Regions from separate parts of the Sus scrofa genome. Here region 1 is linked to region 2. Evidence: chromatin contacts called from public HiChIP or PLAC-seq data. All regions are on one chromosome and are shown on one strand. The core of a region is the stretch at or near the end of the contact, and the rest is flanking DNA. Distances in the headings are between cores, read along the strand shown. Region 1 overlaps LOC110255481 (a long non-coding RNA gene). Region 2 holds the start of AHR (aryl hydrocarbon receptor).

Evidence for each region. HiChIP or PLAC-seq counts read pairs in DNA pulled down with a chosen protein or histone mark.
Region 1: an H3K27ac HiChIP or PLAC-seq map of alveolar macrophages shows a contact between it and region 2. The contact joins the enhancer-like site here to the promoter of AHR in region 2. A contact is called at or near these places in 2 of 5 promoter capture datasets (fetal liver and liver), 12 of 47 Hi-C or Micro-C datasets (alveolar macrophages, embryonic fibroblasts, fetal heart ventricle and 6 more) and 2 of 2 datasets of contacts at active chromatin or transcription factors (alveolar macrophages and skeletal muscle).

The regions. Positions count from the first base shown.
Region 1 is chr9:86,744,867-86,747,566 of Sscrofa11.1, reverse strand. The region is part of intron 2 of LOC110255481 (a long non-coding RNA gene); the gene reads left to right. Among named protein-coding and RNA genes, the nearest start is that of AHR, 230 kb to the right of the region's middle. Within about 2 kb of position 1,321, at least 4 of the 83 cell types and tissues checked have an H3K27ac peak or open chromatin away from gene starts, as enhancers often do. A contact at or near this core is called in alveolar macrophages and embryonic fibroblasts, where this site is marked.
Region 2 is chr9:86,510,385-86,513,145 of Sscrofa11.1, reverse strand. It overlaps AHR (aryl hydrocarbon receptor), which reads right to left and starts at 1,280. Exons shown (of 11, transcript NM_001303026.1): 1 at 1,105-1,280. The coding sequence starts at 1,169.

The DNA of each region.
Region 1 (2,700 bases), core at 72-2,571, 230 kb before region 2:
TTCTCCTCTTTCTAGGTAAAGGAAACCCAGTGAAAAATGATCTAGGAAGTCCGTCTCTGAGCTTTCATAGCCAGGGAAGATATTTAATGATGTTATCCAGGAAGCCCTTGGCACCTCTATCTTTATACAGCGGAGGATACCAGTTTTGGCTGGACTCCTAATATTTAAGCATTTTCTGCTGATTCTATTTTTGTTCTTATAAAGGCCTATGCTAAAGAACTCTTTCTCATATTTTTACTTATAGACCTCTCATATTTTTACTTATAGGAAAGAAGGGAATGGACCCTACTTGCATGGACTGGTTATGATACTTGCGTCAAGAATTGAGATAAAACAAATGAACAGCATTCTTTGCAAAACTGTCTTAATGAGACTTACTTATTATTGGAAATCTTTTGTCTACGGTAATAGTACTACAAAAATAAAATTACTAGTGAAAATTTAAAATTATATGTCACAGAGGTTTTTCAAAAAGTTAAACATAGAATTATCATATGGCTCAGTAATTCCAGTCCTAGGCATATACCCATGAGAATATGTTTACACAAAAGACAGATACATAAATGTTTAAATTAGCATTATCTGTGGTAACCAAAAGGTAGAAACAACCCAAATGTCCATCAACTGATGGATGGATAAATAAAATGTGGTATATCTATACAACGAAATATTATTTGGCCATAAAATGGAATGTAGTTTTGATAGGTGCTATGGTAAGAACAAACCTTGGAAATCTTATGCTAAGTGAAAGAAACCATTAAAAAAAGATTGAATACTGTATAATTCCATTTAGATAAGATGTCCACAATAGGCAGGTCTGTGGAGATAGAAAGTAGATTAGTGGTTGTCAGGGATGGGGATTTGGAGGGGGAAGTATAAATGAGGAGAGATTAGGGGGTGATAGCTAATGGATTTAGAGTTTACTTTTGGGGGGTGAAAATATTATGGAATTTGATATCTGTGATGATTGTACAACTTTGTGACCTCACTAAAAAAAAAATCACTGAATTGTACATTTCATTCAGGTGAATTTTAGGGTGATGTCAATTATATTTCATGGATAGAGAAAGGCTGAGGCAGAGAAAGACTGACTTAGGCATCATGAAATAGGTTTGAGCTTCCTTCATTAATGTTCCCAGGAAGGGAAAGTTTCTTATTTGATCAATTCAAGCATAAATGGGTAATTCATAAGATTCTGTTTCTCTCTTTATTCTTGCATGGATAGAGAAAAACATATGGGAGACACTCAATATACTGGGGTAGAAAGAGGGATATAGTCTTATTAGTCATACTGAAGAGGACATTTTCCCTAGTGCAGCCTGATCAGTGAATACAAGTGAGTCACGGCCCAAAGTAAATGAGTCACATAAAATTCAGGCGGGTGGAGGGATCCTAAAATAGACAGTGGACTTGAACAATAACACATCCACAGGGTTTTATGTGTGTATGCATAGAAATTATGTAGGAAACCAATTTAAATATTTCTCTTGGTTTTTGTTCCTTTGGTGCAAAATACAGTTACACCCAAAAAATCTTGATAGATTACTCTAAAAATTACAGGTATAATTATTTTGAGGATGATAACATTTTAGCTAAAATCAAGTTAAAATGGTTTCTTCAGTAACCTTCCTCTTCCAAACAATATGGAGAGATTACTTTCAGGTCAGGACTCTTCTGTCATTACAGAGTTTACTCCAGTGGCTTTGAGTATAAAGTATGTTTATGGAAAAGCAATGGAGTTTTAAAACTAGGAAAGCCCCAAATATGCTCTGAACTATAACACATGATGTTCAATCTGCAGACTGATGTTTTGAAGTATTTTCTCATAGTCCTGTGACTATTTCTGTGTTTTACCATGTGCCACTGCTCCTCTGGCTCAGAATGGATTTGTATGATGTCACCATTGGGCATCAACAGTCAGTGGATTGGCAGCTATACCTGTGATGATGCTTTATTCTTATTGGATTGTTTATTTCATGTCATTGAGTGGACATTTAAAAAATACATTTAAAAGGTGTTTAAGCAATATTTTTCCTCCAGAAACAAAAGAATAAATCCAAGAACAGCATTTCTTCATGCTTAGTTGTATCAAAACTCATTTAAAAAATTTACTCATTTATCAACCTTCTTGTTTCCAAAGGACTTAAGGTGGCTGTGAAGTTGTTTCACTCTGTTAATAGCCAAAATATAAATAGAACTCATGCAATAAATAAATATATGAAAGATATAAATGCACATATATGCAAAGAAATGAAATAAAAAATAATAGACTCTGAATCAAATAATGTTTTGATAGATTTTAACCAGAGCATGTGAGATTCATTTTTACTTCTTCTGTATTTTTAAATTGAATTGTACTTGATTGGTAATGTTGTGTTAGTTTCAAGTGTACAGCAAAATGATTCAGTTATTTATATATTTTACACATATCATATATATTTATATATATATGAATATAAATATATATATTATTTTTCAGATTCTGTTCCATTTTAGGTTATTACAAGACATTGATCGAGTTCCCATCATGGCTCAGCAGAAATGAATCTGACTAGTATCCACGAGGACTCAGGTTTGATCCCTAGCTTCGCTCAGTAGTTTAAAGATCTGGCATTGCCATAAGTTGTGGTGTAGGTAGCAGACACGGCTTGGATCCTGCATTGCTGTGGCTATGGCGTAGGCTGTCAGATCCAGCTCTGA
Region 2 (2,761 bases), core at 31-2,530:
TAATCTATTATTTTTCTGGTTTGGACTAGTGACCTAAATTAAGTTTTAAGCCAAATGCACACTTCTGATTTGTTTTGAGTAAACGTTTAATGAGTGTGTTCTTAAAATTGTCTCTGAAATTTTGAAAAATGTGAAGTAAAATAACTCAGGGATAATAATGAGAAATAAACACATGAATACTGCCAACTCACAAAAGTAAATCTGTCTCGAGCACAGATTTTTCTTTTTCCTGACAACAATTACTTTAAAGAATTTGCCATCTCACACAAATATACCACCAAAACAAACAAAAAGTCCAAGTTTGTAATCTATCAGAATTGACAAAACTTGGAAGTGGAGGGGAAAGGGAATTACAGAAAGATGCTAAGAATGAAAACGTCTGTTTCAACGATTCCAGCTTCAAATCTTTTACTTTACAGACCCTAAAACCACCTCCAAAGTTATAAGAAAGCTCCCCCAAAAGGTGGCTGAAAATACAAATCCGCTCCTGTATCCTGTCTACTACTCTCTCAAACCTGCTACCATCTCTACACATTTTACCGATATGTTCACGCTGAGCAATACAAATTTACTGCCAAATAAGTAAATAAGAGTGCAACAGAAAGCCCGCTGCACTGGACCAAAAAATACCTTCAGAGGCACTCGGCCCCCTTCTTGCAGAAAGCACGTGTTTAGCTCTTTAAAGCATCTCGCCCTACCAGGAGTGAGAATGGTGACCGTCCTCTAACCTAAGCGAGGAGGATATTAAATGTGAAAGGGGATTTCAAGACAAGCTTAGGTTAACTAATCCACCAACCCCACAAGGCAGACCAGAGCTGTCAACATAATAGAACCACAGCACAGTGAACAGTGCAGCAAACGAGTGGGGTGTGAGAGGGTGGGTGTGCGCTGGAGAGCGGTACAATTTTTTGAATGCAATAATTAAACACGGAAAAATCCAAAGCCCGGGTCTTTCGACCCGCCTCCAAATCTCGATTCCACCGACTGCGCCTAGAAGGGACCTAATCCCCTGACCGCGGGGATTTGGGGGCGGGGTGGGGCCGCCTCCCACACCCGCGCACCAGAGCGCCCACCCCGCCTCGAGATTGCACTCCGGACACTCACGTTTTCTGCACGGGCTTCCGCCGCTTGCGACTGGCGTAGGTGATGTTGGCGCTGCTGCTGTTCATGGTGCCTGGCTGGCGGCGGCTCCTCCCCGAGCGCAGACAGCCCGGTCTTCGAGACCCGGCGGCGACCCGGACGGCGGCAGCGGCCGGGGCCCGGTTGCACACAGCCGCGCCCGCTCCACCTGCGCGCTCCCTGGGCGGTGGCAAAGACGCCGCACCCGGCCTGAGCCTTGGGTCTCGCAGCTCCGCGCGTCCAGGTGCGCCGCCGGGGCCTGGCGCCGGGGGGCGAGGGGCGGAGACCGGTGACCCAGGCGGCGCAGGTGCCGTCTATACCAGCGGAGGGGGCGCGGCGCTGCCCGCAGGTGAGGCGGCCTGAATGGAGGAGGAGCCTCTGCTGCCTGTTTGGAATCCCGGCCTGGGTCGCGCGCTGTGGCGCCGCGCCCCGTGACCGTCGCTGCGGCCCCTTGGGTCAGGGAGGCGCCGCCGCGCTGCTCCCGGGGCTTCCCCGATCCTGGGTGCTTCCCGCCTGGGAGCTTGGGCTCCGGCCTCCGCTCCCGGTACCACCAGCTTCCGCTTGGCTACGCGGCTGCCTCTTGTCCGAGCCGGTGGTCGCGGACACGCTCTCGGCACCTAGCGTCGAGTGGCCTCGCCTTGCGCTGCCTCCCGCCGCTGCTCGCACCGGCTGAATAGCAGAAGAGCCCCCGACCCCTCTCCAGCCCCGCCCAGCTCCTCATAGCCCCGCCCCGTCCTACTTGGCCCCGCCCTCATTACATTCTCTTAGTAACCACCTTCCCGACACGTGATGACGTAAGACGTAATGACACCCCCCAGTAGCCATCTTATTGAGGTCAAGGTAAGGGCTATGTGGACACACTTCCAACCCAGAAAGATACTCAGAAAGATACTTGACAACAAATTACTTGTAGCCAAACTGTTTGTAACTAGACAATCTCAAGGACAGATGTGCTAAATAGTGAACTTAACCTTACCTATAAAAGAGACAGTAACTCAATTTTTGGCTAAGAATTACTGTCAGCTGGCAGATAACCAGTGGAACTATAAATATTCCTAGAGAAAGCTTCAGGAGGCCACATCTGAGTTCAACCTGAAGGCAAGGCGTTTTCTTGTCTTCTTGTTTTGGTTTGTTTTTTGTCTCCACAATAAACAGTATAATATCTTTTGCCCAGCCAGAATAACTTTGTTACTCTATACTGAGATTTCAATAAGGTGGAAAGGAAGAAGAGCTGCAGGAGACATTTAAGGATAAGTAGTCTGGTATGGTTGGAGAGAAAACTGGAAATGAGATTCAAGAATTCTAGGATCAAATCATAAAGTCTTGGTCAAGAGTCCAGGTTTTATTCTGTAGTCAATGGAAGCCTTTTAAAGATGCATAGCAGAAAAGCAACATTCCGGTGTCTCACAAAAGTCACTCTGGAAGGAAAGTGCAAACTGGATTACAGGAGAGAAAGATTGGATGCAGGGAGAGTAGTAAGGGAGTTGAAATAGTCCAGGTAAAATCCAGGGAAGTGACAATGGGATGGAGAAAAGGAAGAAAAGATGGACAATAAGGAAATACATGGAGAGAGAGAGCGATCATAAATGACCCCAAGATTTCTGACTCCTTCTGCGCTGTTAACCAGAGTAGGGAGCACAGT